2 separate regions of the Mus musculus genome follow, and region 2 is linked to region 1. Evidence: chromatin contacts called from public ChIA-PET data. All regions are on one chromosome and are shown on one strand. Each heading gives the region's core, a stretch centred on a gene start, on an enhancer-like site or on the middle of the called end of the contact. The rest is flanking DNA. Distances are from core to core; before and after follow the strand shown.

Region 1 (7,672 bases), core at 2,670-5,169:
CATAGCTCACAACCATGGGATACGATTCCCTATTCTGGTGGGCATGAAGAGTATCCATATACTTAAAATTTGTAAATAAATCTAAGGAAAAAGAAAAAGAAAGAGAAAAAGAAAGAGAAAAAGAAAGAGAAAAAGAGAAAGAAAGAAAGAAAGAAAGAAAGAAAGAAAGAAAGAAAGAAAGAAAGAAAGAAAGAAAGAAAGAAAGAAAGGGAAGGGAAAGGAAAAGAAAGAAAAAAGGAAGGAAGGAAGGAAGGAAAGAAGGAAGGAAGGAAGGAAGGAAGGAGAGAGACAAAAAAAGTAGGCTTAAAAACAATTGGTTTTTTTTTTTGTTTGTTTTTATCTTTTGGTTTTTCGAGACAGGGTTTTTTTTTGTTGTTGTTGTTGTTCTTTTGAGACAGGGTTTCTCTGTGTAGCCCTGGCTGTCCTGGCACTCACTCTGTAGACCAGGCTGGCCTCGAACTCAGAAATCCGCCTGCCTCTGCCTCCCGAGTGCTGGGATTAAAGGTGTGCGCCACCATGGCCCAGTGTTGCTCTGTTTTTAATCTATCTATCTAATCTATCTGAGACAGAGTTCCACTACCTAGCCTTGTTGGCCCTGGAACTCACCATGTAGTCCAGGCTGGCCTTGAACTCAGAAGAGCTTCCTGCCTCAACCTCCCAAGTGCTAGGATTAAACCACTCAAGGCTGAGCCCTGTATATTTTTGAGATGAGGTCTCATGTAGTGAAGGCTGGCTTCCTACTTGAAATGAAGCTGAAAACTTCCAAACCAGGCAAGAAAAATGTATGTTTATGAATTACACTTCAAATTTTACCACTGATTTTGAAAGCTGAAATCTAAAAGACACCATTTCAAACACTCTTATATTGCTAAAAATAACAATTATAAAAAGTTGATAAATAAAGGACTAATTTTAAGTTCTAGACATAAACAAGAAAACCAAGAGGGGGAACCGTTCAGTACGTTTCAAGGCCTTCACTCCTGCACACAGTAGAAGTCAGCTCAAGTGTGACTTGGGTGGCTGCAGGTGCCAGGCCAAACCCACCTTGTGAGGGTGCTTCACATGGACACAAAAGCCCAACTCCTTGAGAACCCGTCTCTCTGCCTTTATAATCTGGTTCTTTAGGTTAACATACTCTTGATCAAGCACCAGAGGCACGGGCTTCCTGCAGGGAAGGCAAAGAGTAATATGCTCTGTACCAGGGTTGATCAAAACCTTTTAGATTCCACAATTATTTCCAAGCGATACATACCACAGCACCAGAAAGCTACAAATGACATTTCCTGTAACAAAATTTTAGAAGTCCTCAAACCTACATACACTTATTACCCACCTGCCCCCCACCTTGACTTTACACATAAACAATATTCTAGCGTAACAACACACCTCCTGAATATGGTGGAGAGTCTGAGGATCTCTGCACAGTGCTATGACACTGTGTCAGAATTCAAGGCAAAAAGATCACCCTTTTCATGAGTTGTAAACTGCAGAACCAACACAGCACAATAAAGTCATCCCTTGGTACACACTGGTGCTGGGGTAATGACAATTTTCACCTAATACTAATACCCATGAATGTTTAAGCACCTTACGCAAAGTGGTGGACTATCCCCACAGCCTCTTCACACTTCACATCGTATTTGGATACTTTATACCTATTACACTGGAAATGTTGTTGAAGGGACAGTGACAAGGAAGTCTAATCATGTTCAACACAAAAACTATTCCACCTCATACTCTCCCAGTCTCTCACCCCGAACACTAATATTTTCAAGAGTTAGTTGAACTCTTGAATGAGAAACCTGCAGATAGACTACAAAAAGAGAGACATGGTCAAGTCTCAAAGGGTTTGTTAAGCTGGGCACGATAGTACAGTCCCCTAAGCCCAGCATTCTGGAGCCAGAGACAAGACCATCTGTATGAGTGAGACCAGCTTGGTCTACAGAAGGCTCAAAGACTGTTGAGGCTCATAGCCAAGACTGTTTCAGAATAAAGCAAACACCAAAGGGCTCCTGTGAAGGAGCAGAAAGTCTGGGACAAGGTCTAGGTGCACTGCTATACTATTAGGGATATTTGTTTTCTGGTTCTGTTGGTCCGTGTGGATGTTTTAGCTGGGGGCTGCTGTAGTCAGTTGTCTCCTTCTCCTTCTACAACGTGGGACTTCAGTATCAAATCCAGGCTCTCAGGCTTGCCAACAGGTTCCTTAACTAACTAAACCATTTAATCAACCCAGTGTGTTTGTTCTTTAAATTTTGTACAACATTTGTTTGGTATGTGGGTTGTGCCTATGGAGGTCAGAGGACAACTTGCTGGAGTCAATTCTCCTCCTACCATGTTGATCCCAAAACTAAATACAGGTTGTCAGGCTTGGTGACAAATGTGGTTCACACACGTAAGGAAGATTTAGATGGGATTGCTAAGAGGTTAAGACTGCTACACAGCTAGACCAGATATCAAAAAAGACAGCTGTCTAGGGGTATTTCTGTTACAAATGGTTTCTGGCAAGGAAAGGCCAGGAATATTGATCGACATATTACAATGACACTAGAACAAAGAATGGCCAGTTCAGACACTAACAGCGCTGAGGGTGAGAACCAGGGACCTGGTGCTCAGAGGTTCTCAGCAGAACCATGGAACAAACAGGACAATAGGGTGGTGAGCTGATGTGGTCATACAGGAATTGTTTCAGCAGGGCTAGGACAGCCAGCTATCCTGGTTATTGTACCCCCCTACCAACTGCCCCAAGACAGCATCTAGGGCACATGCGAACAATCTACTGTAAATTCACAGGTTGGTATTAACAATGACAGACATTAGGACAGCTCTGCAAAGGACTCACTTTTTCTCTCTCAGATGCCGAAGGCGATGGAATACATTGATGACATCCCTGATTCGTCTCGGAGCCTCTTCTATTTTGGAAGCCAGGTGAACACAAGCCATGGACACATGCTGAAATGTACATTGTGACACGGGTGTTTTTCCCCCCAACTTGAGAACCTTCCAAGGCATTAAAACTATTAGAAACAACCAGAAGATACAGAGACAGACAGGCCTCTAGGGAAAGAGCTGTGTAGACTTTGCAGGACAGAATTCAGCTAAGCACTGGGCAGAACAGGCCAGGTTTCATCCCAATTCATTTCTCCGAGAAAACAGAAAGAAGCCTACCTCCATGGAATGTTTCACGAAGGACTTAGTGTAAAAGAACCGCTGGAACAGCACCTGCCCTGTAGCCATGGCCACCTAGGGACAGAGAGGGTTCCATCACGTTTGAATGCAGGACTCACGCTTGTCCCGGCTACAATGTCTTGTGTGATTTCCCCCCAGGACAAATAGCCACGACAGTTTCCATTTCCCCCAAAGGGTTTGGGTCTCGCGAGGCTTTCTTGGGGGTAAAAGGGCTTCGGCTCCGGCGGAGGGGGAAGGGGAAGGGGAAGGGATGGCGGGTGCGGGTTATTTCAAGGCTGCGGAGCGCACAGGCTCGGACCTCGTCGCCTGGGTCCGGTGAGCTCCGGGCCGGGGGCCGGGACGACAACAAAGGCCCGGCCCTCGGCCCTCGGCCGGCGAACGGCCCCTGCAGAGCTCGCGGCCCGGCCCTTACCTGCGGCAGGCGGAGCAGGATGCCGGCTGCCTGGATGAGCTCGCAGCCCACGACGCGGAGTCCCGTCTCCGTATCGACGTCGAGGCCGCTCGACATGGACGGCGTGAAGCGGAGCTTGTCGTCGGGCAGCAGGCAGTTTTCCAAGGTGATGAGCACGCCCGAGTAGAGCCTGTCGCCGATCAGCACCCCCTGAGACCCCGGGGCCGCTCCCGCCGAGCCGGAAGAGCAGGCCGCCGACGCCGGAGCCATCAACCCCGCAGCCCCGGCCGCCGCCGCCGCCATTTTGTGCCGCCGACTCTTCTCGGGCCCTTCCCGTCAGGGCGGCTGCTCGAGACGATCGTGGCCGCCCCGCCCCGCCCCCTCCCATTGGCTGAACGTCACCGCTGTCTCGACGCCGTTGGCCGTACGACCAGTCCGTCAGTGTCGCGTCAGGCACCGACGCCGGAAGCACCCACGGGTGGGGCTGCTCGTTACCCACTTGGCTCCGCGGCCTGGCCCGAACCGGAACTCCTGCCTGGCAAAAGGGGTTCTAGAAGGGCGCCTTTCTTTGGGGGTTGGGACAGAACAACTTTTCTCCCACAGTCCCACGTGCACGACGTTACACCGCGACTTAGTTCGGAGTCTTTAGTTCTCAGCCCTCCCTTCCGTCCTCGGGCTCTGGAACAGCTGTGGGGTGGATCTGCCAGCATTAAAAGGGCAGATGTGCCTTTAATCCCAGCACTTAGGCAGGCGGATCTGTGTGGGTTCAAGGTCAGCCTTCTCTCTACAGCTAGAGTTCCAGGACAGCCATGGCTGAGAAACTTTGTCGCAAAAATAAATAAAATACTAAACAAAAAAGTGCAGATGAAGGGTCTGGAGAGATGGCTCAGCAGTTCAGAGAACTGACTGCTCTTGCAGAGGTCCTGAGTTCCAGCTACGACATCATGGCTTGCAGCCATCTATCTGTGATTGAATCTGATATCCTCTTCTCTCATTCAGGCACAAATGCAAACAGAGCACTCATATACACAATCTTTTCTTAAAGGGGACCCCCAATAATCTACTGCAGCAAATACAGGCCAAAAAAATGGCTTGGGGACCTTGAAGATCAAGGTGAAACGGCTTGTAGTAGACCCTACAGACAATATTAATATTCCTGACTCCAGTCCTGGCCTGCTTAGTTTCACCCAAAACAGTGCTGCTGCCACTACACAATAGATGTTTCCTGTCACTGCTCAGTTATCTCAAGCTTTTGATAAGATTTCAGCCAGGTTCGGTGAAACGGAAAATTGGGAGGACATGGGAGTTTAAGGAGATCCCTGTATAACTCTGATTCAGGTATGGTGAACAGCCAACAAGGTTGCCAAAAGTCAGTATTCCATAGTCCAGCTGTAGTGGGGTGATTGGATTCCACTCCTAAGCAGACCCCACAAAGATCTCATCAGTCCTCTCACTGTAATGGCCACGCTGCTACTGTCTGTCCGTCTGTCCCACCCCTAGGCTGCAGCTCTAAAGTAGGCACAATTGTCATTGCCTGGTCTGCCCATTCCCTAAGCTGAAACTGAACCAAGAATTAGAAAAGACTGTTGGCTCTAGTCACTCAACCCAGACTCTGGTTCTAGAGATGACTATTACATCCATCAGGAAGAGAAACCTATATTGGAGAGGGATGCTTGGTTACAACTCAACAGTGATTTGCAGTATCTTGTCTTTTTTGTGTGAAGTAGAAAACAAAGCTCAGTGATGGGGCCACATGGATGTGTATCTTCTCCAATATCAATAGCAAGTGGCTAATGAGTAATATATGTGCAACATTCTGGCAAAGTGTTAAGCATATTGTATGCAAGACACCAACCTAGTACAGTGACGTTTAGGCTGATGAAAAAGTCAAAAAAGCCTTGTAGGAATCCTCAGGAAAGAGAAGCCAAACTTAAGCTTGCCTGCAGTGGTGAGAGGACAGATCTTTAGGGACTGGGAACATTACGGAGTTGTAAGCTTCTGTAGTATGTGTGAAGCCTTGTGTTTAGTACCCTGAATCCCAGAAACTAGACATGGCCAGTACATACCTATAATCCCAGCACGTGAGAAGTAGAGGCAGGAAATCAGGAACTTAGAATCACTCTTGAGGTACGTGAAATTGTCAAAAGCAACACAAATTATAGGAGGGAAATTAGGACTTGATAAGTTATATATTGTGCTAGAAGTGTGCATTGAGTCTGAGGGAAGAGCTCAGAATGACTCGTAAGCAACTGATGGCCTAAGATGAGGAATGGTGTCACTATAATCCAGCATGGTTCCAACTGGAGGCAGAGACAGGCATTTATGGCTTCTGGAGCAAAGGGCTCAACAAAGTAGACGTGGGCCTTTCTTTTATAAATGTGACTGGCAATTAAGAATTTCCCCAAAGATAAAACATTTAATCATGAAGAAGAAACTAGTCCAGACAAAGAATGCTCTTAAAGGAAGCAAAACACTCCATCCAGCAGGTAAACTTTTTAAGATACAAGTAGCTAGGCATGGTGGCATATGCCTATAATCCCAACACTCAGGACGCAGAGGCAGGCTGAGTGCAAAAGTAGCCTGATCTGGATACTCTGTGTGTGTGTGTGTGTGTGTGTGTGTGTGTGTGTGTGTGTGTGTTTAAAGGTTAATAAACCTGGGCAGTGGTGGCGCACGCCTTTAATCCCAGCACTTGGGAGGCAGAGGCAGACGGATTTCTGAGTTCAAGGCCAGCCTGGTCTACAAAGTGAGTTCCAGGACAGCCAGGGCTACACAGAGAAACCCTGTCTCGAAAAACCAAAAAAAAAAAAAAAAAAAAAAAAAAAAGGTTAATACAATAACTTCAGGATGTTTCTGAAACTGACATGGTTTATTAGGTACCCTCCCCAAGCATGTCATGTAAGAACTATTAAGGGACTCTCAAACAAGCCAAGGTGCTTGGAAGAGATACTCTTGAACCCACGGGACTACCTGTAAGCTTGCAGTGCACTTCAGTTTTCAATCTGTGGTGTGCTTTTGGGTCATTTCTGCTCTCTTAAATAATCCTGATAAACTCACCAATTGGACCTAAGTAGTATCCTTACTTTGGTCAGTCAATGGTTCCCTCTCTGAGGTGAGTACCTTTTTGTTCACATCTCAGGAATACTGTCTTAGCTAGAAGAGAGAATAGAATAAGTCAAGGAAAAGGGTTATTGTCAGCGTCTGCTGGGTTTTGTTTCCAGGAAATGGCTTTGGTGAGAGTTACTAGGGTGAGATCAAATGTAGACCAATTATGGGAAGCAAGCAGTGGACACAAGAATGAAGGTAAGGGAGTACAAACTATAGAATTTGATGGAGGCATGGAAATTAGGTGTTTAAGAGATGGCAGTCTTTGGGTGAAGCAGGACCCCAAGAGGACAAGGGACAGACCTAACCTTATAACACTATATAACATTATAACATTATATTCTACAGGAGGAAGAAAGAGTCTACATCATACAGCATCATCAATAGAGCAGCTGAGGTGCTGCTGCTAACAAAGACTGTCCAGAATTCATTCCTTAACCTTACAGAGCAGTCTTGTGAAAAGGCCTAGCTACATAACATAAGTTTAAAAGTGCCCCCCAGCCCACTCTGAAGCTGGCCATCCTTTCAACTGAGACCAAGAGCATCATGTTTCTGATAATGAGACATATTCTTCTGATGTGTACCCAACTGGAAGCATGGAAAGAGAAGGAAAGCAGCTAGTGGCTCAACTGCTGATTCCCTGGGCCCATGCCACACACAAGGAAAAGACCAAAAGAGGTTAAATGTTTACAGTACTTAAGGCAGACCAGACAACTTGGAGGAGGGTTGATATAGGACCCCTACCTTAAAAGGAAAAGCAACATGAGAGCTGAAGCCTGCTACCCCCACTCAGCCTTTCCTGCCACAGGCAGCCAGTGATGGCAAGTCTATGGGCAGTAACAAGCTTTATATCCCTAAAGGGGGATTACTTGATGCCAGGAAATAACTCACAAGTTCAACACTGCAAAGGCTTTATTTATACAATCTTTACAGGACAGTTTGGGGCCGTGTCACTGAATAAAGACCTGTCGTCTCAGGCCTGTTGCTAAA
Region 2 (7,672 bases), core at 1,915-4,414, 180 kb before region 1:
TGATGGCACATTCCTTTGTAGCCAGTCTTTGCTACTTTGTGGGTTCTTCTTTTTCCCATCCTTTATCTGTCTCTGGTTTCATCCCCTATCACTAGATAGGAGAGAAGAAGGATAGAGGGGGGAGAAAGAGAGATCTCTGCATCTAATTTTTTTCTCTTGTTTCTTCTTTGAGAATGACTACTAGCAAACCATAACCAACCTCCCTGAACACCCACCAATCACACCTCTAGGTGCCCTAGCATTTATATATCCTCTGAAAAGTTCCCAGAATTCCAAATGTCAATCAATCGCAGAACATTTTCTATAGCTGGCAAAACCACGCCTCTGCTACAGCGCAAGGCAAATCACAGTCAGCTGCCATGGAGAGTCCAGAGCAGCCCCACATCTTTATGCCTGGGATTAAAATGGAAGCACACCCTTATAATATTTGTGATTTTTAAAGCAACCAAAATTCCAAATTCTCACTATCAACCTTTAATCCCAGCACTTGGGTGATAACCAGGGCTACACAGAGAAGTATTGTCTCAGGGAGAGAAAAAAAAAAAAAAAAAAAAAAAAGACAGACCACCACAGTTAAGTGGAAGCAAATGCTTCACTAAATATATTTATTTCATAACATGATTTAATAATCAGGACCAACCATATATTCCAGCAGGATATGGTGACATTCAACTTTAATCCCAGCACACAGGAGGTGGACATGGGTGGATCTCTGAGTTCAAGGCCAGTCTGGTCCACACTGTGAGCTCCAAGCCAGCCATGGATAAACAGTAAGATCCTATCTCCAAACAAGATCCACACACAAGGGGCTAGGGATATATATATATATATATTATATATATATAGCTCAGGCAGGGGTGAAACACTTGTCTGGTGTGCTCAAGTCCTAGGGCTGATCCCAGCACTACCGGGGGGGGGGGGGGGGGGGGAATGAAGAAGAAAAAGTGAAAAAGGAAAACAACAAATGATGTTTTTACTTTTTAAAAAAGAAACTGGAGAAATGTACTTGGCCAGGCTAAAGTTGCAGCACTTCCTGTACCCTAACCCCACACACCAACAACACAACAACGTAAACCTGACTCCATTCCTCCCTAATCACTATTCCAGTGTGTATTGGACGGCTGCGGTCACTCATTCTCCAGACCCCAGCTTGACCACAGAGCTCTGTGACCTTGGTTAAGGCATCTGACCTTTGCTGTAGAGAATCTATTATAAGCATCACCTGTCAATAAAAAAGCCTATGGTTAATGAGCTAAGGCAGAGAATAGGAGGTGGGACATCTGGCAGGGGTAGAGAGAATTCTGGGAAATGCTCAAGGATTTGCCCCGGAATGATGAGGAGACGGGTGTAAGAATACAAGGAGAAGAAAACAGGCATGAAACTCAGGAGTTTCATCTTGTCATAGCTTCTACACATATCAGTTTCCAACCAGTAGTAAAAAGGAATGCTAGTGACACCTGTAGTGGAGGTGACAATGATACCCCTTGATTTGCCATCAATCGAAGTCAGATGGCATTCTATTTGTCAAAGTCACAACTGTTTTATGATCATTTGTTAATCTCTACCTGGGCCTAATTTCTAAATTAAAATTTGCTGTACCTATAACAGTCTACTCAGGACTTAGTTCCACCTAGGTTTCAGGAATACACAGGGTGGCTGGGGGAATATCTGTACTTCTTTGCCATCCTTACATTATAATTCTGATGAAATCAAACTATATATTTTGTTTCTTTTGCTTTTTTGTTTTGTTTTGAGACAGGGTCTCACAATGAAGCCTTGGTTGGCCAGGAACTTGCCAAGCAGACTGACTAGGCTTGCTTCGAGTTACAGGCAGTAGACTCAATAGTTCAAGGCCAGCCTCAGCTACATAGTAAGTTCAGGCAGGCTACATGAAACCCTGTCTGGAACCTATCGCTAACAACAACAAAAGAGGAAAGGGAAAAAAAAAAAGACCACCAAAGTCTAAAAACCAACAGTGTAAAACAGCCCAAAAGCTGGTAGTGGACTGATGATTTAGCCCAGTAGTAGAGCCTTTGCCCAGCATTTACGGTGCTGGATTCGATCTCCTCCAGCAACACAAAAATAGGAATGTAAAGAAATAAAGCCTGGCAGGAAGAAAAAAAAAAAAGTTAAGTAAAAGAAAAGAAAAAGCCTTTAATTCTAGCACTAAGGAGGCAAAGGCAGGCGATCTCTGAGTTCCAGTGCAGCCACTCTGGTCTACAGAGTGAGCTCCAGCACAGCCCGAGCTACACGGAGAAAGCTCGCTCGTCTCGAAAAACGTCAACAACAACAACAGTAAGTAAAAGCAATGTCGGTTTAAGAACTACGCCGAACAGTACCGGAGAAGAACGCCCACCAACCCGGGCTGGGCAGGAAGGTTTTACCCAGGCCTTCCATTTCCAGCTCACACTACTAGAACTCATGGCGCACGTTTTACCAAAGGGGAAACCGAGGCAGAGATGCTGCTGGACCACAAGTTGAGGTCACAACGCCAGCCGGTAACAGAGCCCCGAGCCTCAGATCCCCCGCGGCAGTGAGTTCCGGAAGCAGCAGCCGAGGAAGAGGGCGGCCCGCGGGGTCGAGCCGGCTCAGACCTGGCGCGATTCGAACGCTACCCGAATGGCCTCCCAAGCCCGCCCCTCGCACGGCGACTGCAGGGACCCCTCACTCACCCCGGCTTCTGATGCGCCGGGTCTGGGCGCCCGCCAAGTCTTACGCAGAACTCGGCTCAGGCCGCCGCCATCTTTCTTCCGGGAAGGGGCGAATAAGACAACCGGGAACGGTGGGGAAAAAAACACCCGGCCTCCGGTACGAATCTCGAAGCCGCCATCTTTCTTATGGGCGGAAGCAGCCTCTGCGAAGCAACCAATAGGAATGGCGCGCGGGGTCACGTGTCAATCATTCTGGGCCCAGCCCTATCCTTCAAAGCCGCCCTGGATATCAGCTCCGGGGAGTCGAAACCCCCAGCCACGGTGCGCCTCGGGGCTCCTCCCACGTTACCAGGCCTAACCGGCCGCGCCAGTCTCCGAGTCGCGCAGGCGCCTTCCAGCGTCCGAGTCGAGTCGCGCAGGCGCCTTCCAGCGTCCGAGTCGCGCAGGCGCCTTCCAGCGTCCGAGTCGCGCAGGCGCCTTCCAGCCTCCGAGCCTTCCAGTCTCCGAGTCGCGCAGGCGCCTTCCAGTCTCCGAGTCGAGTCGCGCAGGCGCCTTCCAGTCTCCGAGTCGAGTCGCGCAGGCGCCTTCCAGTCTCCGAGTCGCGCAGGCGCCTTCCAGCCTCCGAGTCGCGCAGGCGCCTTCCAGCCTCCGAGTCGCGCAGGCGCCTTCCAGCGTCCGAGTCGCGCAGGCGCCTTCCAGCGTCCGCGCCTGCGCTCCTCGGCGGCCTCTCGCCCGCAGCATGAAGGTATTCCGGCGCGCTTGGCGGCACCGGGTGGCGCTGGGCCTAGGCGGCCTGGCGTTCTGCGGCACCACTCTGTTGTACCTGGCGCGCTGCGCTTCCGAGGGCGAGACGCCCTCCGCTTCCGGAGCCGCTCGGCCCCGCGCTAAGGCCTTCCTGGCGGTGCTGGTGGCCAGTGCGCCCCGCGCGGTCGAGCGCCGCACCGCAGTGCGCAGCACGTGGCTGGCACCGGAGAGGCGTGGCGGACCCGAGGACGTGTGGGCGCGCTTCGCCGTGGGCACTGGCGGCTTAGGCTCGGAGGAGCGGCGCGCTCTTGAGCTCGAGCAGGCGCAGCACGGGGACCTGCTGCTGCTGCCCGCCCTGCGCGACGCCTACGAGAACCTCACGGCCAAGGTCCTGGCCATGCTGACCTGGCTGGATGAGCGCGTGGACTTCGAGTTCGTGCTCAAGGCGGACGACGACTCCTTTGCGCGCCTGGACGCTATCCTGGTGGACCTACGCGCACGGGAGCCCGCACGCCGCCGGCGCCTCTACTGGGGCTTCTTTTCCGGGCGCGGGCGCGTCAAGCCGGGAGGTCGCTGGCGAGAAGCAGCCTGGCAACTCTGCGACTACTACCTGCCCTACGCGTTGGGCGGTGGCTATGTCCTTTCTGCGGACCTGGTGCATTACCTGCGCCTCAGCCGCGAGTACCTGCGCGCGTGGCACAGTGAAGACGTATCGCTGGGCACCTGGCTGGCACCAGTGGATGTGCAACGGGAGCACGACCCACGCTTCGACACGGAGTACAAATCTCGAGGCTGCAACAATCAGTATCTGGTGACACACAAGCAAAGCCCAGAGGACATGTTGGAGAAGCAACAGATGTTGCTGCATGAGGGCCGGTTGTGCAAGCATGAGGTGCAGTTGCGCCTTTCCTATGTCTATGACTGGTCAGCTCCACCCTCCCAGTGCTGCCAGCGCAAGGAGGGCGTTCCCTGATGTCACTGCAGGTGCCGGGGTCTCTCCTGACACAGGCCAAGCATCCTGAACAATCTGATAAATGATCTGGGCTGAGCTTGGTTTATCCAATTGCTGTTGAGACCTTGGGACTGATGGCCAGAGACAGCTAACAATGTCTAGTCCACTGAGGGTGCCATTAGTGGTCTGGTGTAAGGCCTACCCAAGGACATCTGGTTATGAATGTGGAGATTGCATCTGAGCGCGTGCGCGCGCACGCGCGCGCACACACACACACACATGCACACACACTGACCATGTAATGCCACCTATCAGCCATCTGGAGTGTGAGGGAAGGGCCTCCTCACTTGATGAGTTTAGAGTGCCCTCATTCTGCAAACTCTGCAGCTCACTGCCCATCTTGATTGTTCTGCACAGCCTCACCTGCAGACTGTGTTGAATTCATCTCAAAATGTTACTTGTCAAAGTTGTCTTTGTATTGTTCAGACAGAGTTCCATTCTGTTGTGTCTCCCGTTTTTTATCTTTTGTCATGGACAAGTATGAGGTTTGACTTGATTTTCAAGTCAACTAGGTTAGAATTTTTGTCTCAGTGGATAGAGGTTGATAAATATAATGCAGTTTGCTTAGACCTATTTATAAATATTGTATGCTTGCATAGATAAGAATTTACAGAGGCAGGCAAATCTCTGGGTTCAAGGCCAGCCTGGTCTACAGAGTGAGTCCAGGATAGCCAGGACTATGCAGAGAAACCCTTAAATTTTTTTAAGTTGGGAGTGCACGTCTTAATTTATTTTTAACTAAAGGAAAATACTTGTGTCAGATTTTGTATCTGTGGATTAATCTGTCAACAGCCTAAGTGGCCAACCCCACTTCTGGGTGTGTTTAAAGCATAGAAGAATATTTAAACTATCCATTTCTCTTTCAGGTTTACACATAAATCAGTCTTTTTGTGTGTGTGTTTGTTTCTGAACAGACATGACTTTTAAAGCTTTTCAGGGTGTGTGAGCGTATGGACTGTAAGGCACTTGGGATCAGAATGTCCACACAAAGTTTGTCTTTCAAAGTGGTTTATTCACACCAACAGTCTTTACAGTATCGGGCTAATATAAAAGTTAAGCAGCTGTCTCACCAAGCAGGTTCCACCGTGTGATCTCTGGGAATACATTTCAGAATACTTCTCAGCCACCACCCACCGTCAAGGCCTTCAGTTATCAATTGTGGCCGACTCCAAGGAGGTCCTTGAGAGTGTAAGCATGTGGCCAGTCAATGGCGGGCTTAAGTGGGCGGAGTAACAGCACCTGAAGTTCCGGGGTGACTGAGGCCAGGGCCACCAAGAGAGTCTCAAGTCCCTTAGGTATCAACATGGGAGGGTATGGAAGCCTTGTCACAGGAACATTGACAGTATGATCGATTGACAGGCCATCCCCAGGGTTCTCATTTCCTTGGGTTCACGGCCATATCAGTGCCACCTTAAGGTTAGTTCATTAGCATATCAAGGCCTATTCTGGACTGCAGGGTGGGCTGCCAGTGGATTTGCTTCTGAGGTGTAGCTCTTGTCAAAGCTGCCTAGTGGCAAACTCGAGCATTATTTCAAATCACACAAGAAGGCCTTTGAGTTACACAACATGGTTTTTAAACTATGTTCCATACAAGCTTCCACAAAGACCTTCAGATTCCTGGTGTCTCAGCAAAGTTTCAGAGATCCAAACCTGTGTTGAGGCTTCCTAGAGTCTCTCTTAAGGAAATAATATTTGCTACCTAGCATAGCACCCCAACCACACAAACTTTAACAGTAGTACATATCCCCTTTTAATGTTTAAAAAAATTAAGAGTATACTTAGAAAAATATAATAAGGTGGCTCCAGGATAAATGGACAACCTGAGCTGGCCATGACCTCCAGCTTTGGATGATGTTGCAATCTCTGCTATTTTAATGGGACTGATGTTTGAGGTTTTGTTTTTATGAGACAGGGTCTAGCTATGTAGCCTAGACTAGACTTGAACTCAACCCTGCCTAATCTCCTGACTACTGAGATTACAGGCATAAACCACCAAACCAAGTTTACATTAACTTTTTGTTTGTTTGATCTGTATAGCCTGAAGGTATTCCTGCCTGGGGAACTGTGGATGCGGAGAGACATGCCCTGATTGCCTGTCATTAATTTGCTTTTAAAATTTCAGGCTGTAAACTTGAACGTGTTTGGATTCTTCCTTTTCCTTTTGTTTGTTTTCCCCCACCCCTGTTATTTTAAACCATGTCCAGCTAGGCTATTTTCTTTAGAATATTCAGGACTGGAGTGTTAAAGCCCCGGCTCTGAAAGGAGGAGGTCCTTATCAGTGACTGATCCTCCTATGTTCATAACGTGAGGCAGTCAAGTCCTGAGTGAGATTAGGAGGTAGGAGGCCCAGTACACTTTCTGCTGAGCTCCTGAAGAGATGATGAACTGCCTGGTGTATACATTGTTCGTAGAGTATGAGATCCAATGGGGCTTAAAGGTGCCATGCCCTCACAGGTCTGGTGTTTTTTAGGGATGTTGATAACAAGACCAAGTTTCATACCAATCATTTTTACCTAGGACGTTTCACATGAACCTTGGAATTGCTTGAGGAGTAGTTAGGTCTCTGTCCTTCACAACGAGCTTGAAGAGACTAAACAACATGTAGGACCATGTGGCAACCAAGACTCACGCTCAGGGCTCCAGATGACTGCTCAAAAAACAGCACAGATGCCAAAAGTCCACAACTAATGTAAGCTGTAGAGATGATTCAGTCAGTCAAGTACTTACCATGTAATTATGAGGTCCATAGTTTGATCTCTCCGCTTGGCACCCACGTAAAAAGCTAGATGTAGTGATATGGGCTTTAAATCCCAGTACCAGGGGAGGCAGAAACAAGAATGTCCAGCCAGGCTATCAGGAATCCCCAGGTCCCAGTACAAGACCCTGTGTCAAAACAAGATGGCCAGCTCCTGAGGAATACTCAAAGTTGACCTCTATTTAGCCTCCAAACATGTGCCCACTGACACACACAACAATAAACCCCACACTTGTTCAGGGTGTTGTGTGGTACTGTTCCTAGGGAGACATCTACTCACTCCCAGCCTCCCCCACCAAAAACAAACAAACAACAACAGTGACAGACCAAAGTGAAAGATATCTCCAAAATCCAACTTGGTAAACCAATGAGTTACTGGGTTACTTAACAGGAATATCTGGGTAATCAGACCACTCAAAACCAGCTGCATCACCAACAGCTCACCTCAGCACAGGACAGTTTATGAAAGCTGAAAATTTGAAGTACACTGCAAAACTTACAGACAGTTCA

What was found. ChIA-PET counts read pairs in DNA pulled down with a chosen protein or histone mark.
Region 2: a contact with region 1 is called in an RNA polymerase II ChIA-PET map of effector CD8 T cells, with 74 read pairs. The contact joins the promoter of Sdf4 here to the promoter of Ccnl2 in region 1. A contact is called at or near these places in 8 of 39 promoter capture datasets (the 3T3-L1 cell line, the HPC-7 cell line, embryonic stem cells and 4 more), 3 of 484 Hi-C or Micro-C datasets (embryonic stem cells and neutrophils), 6 of 115 datasets of contacts at active chromatin or transcription factors (the 230-238 cell line, bone marrow-derived macrophages, effector CD8 T cells and 2 more) and 3 of 9 other capture datasets (adipose tissue, liver and pancreatic islet).

Annotation. Positions count from the first base shown.
Region 1 is chr4:155,808,736-155,816,407 of GRCm38.p6, reverse strand. It overlaps Ccnl2 (cyclin L2), which reads right to left and starts at 3,919. Exons shown (of 11, transcript NM_207678.1): 1 at 3,599-3,919; 2 at 3,166-3,240; 3 at 2,840-2,949; 4 at 1,045-1,165. The coding sequence starts at 3,880. It overlaps Mrpl20 (mitochondrial ribosomal protein L20), which reads right to left. Exons shown (of 5, transcript NM_025570.3): 5 at 7,577-7,672.
Region 2 is chr4:155,988,335-155,996,006 of GRCm38.p6, reverse strand. Sdf4 (stromal cell derived factor 4) reads right to left here and starts at 3,164. Exons shown (of 7, transcript NM_011341.5): 1 at 2,673-3,164. It overlaps B3galt6 (UDP-Gal:betaGal beta 1,3-galactosyltransferase, polypeptide 6), which reads left to right and starts at 3,329. Exons shown (of 1, transcript NM_080445.4): 1 at 3,329-6,541. The coding sequence starts at 3,391. The coding sequence ends at 4,368.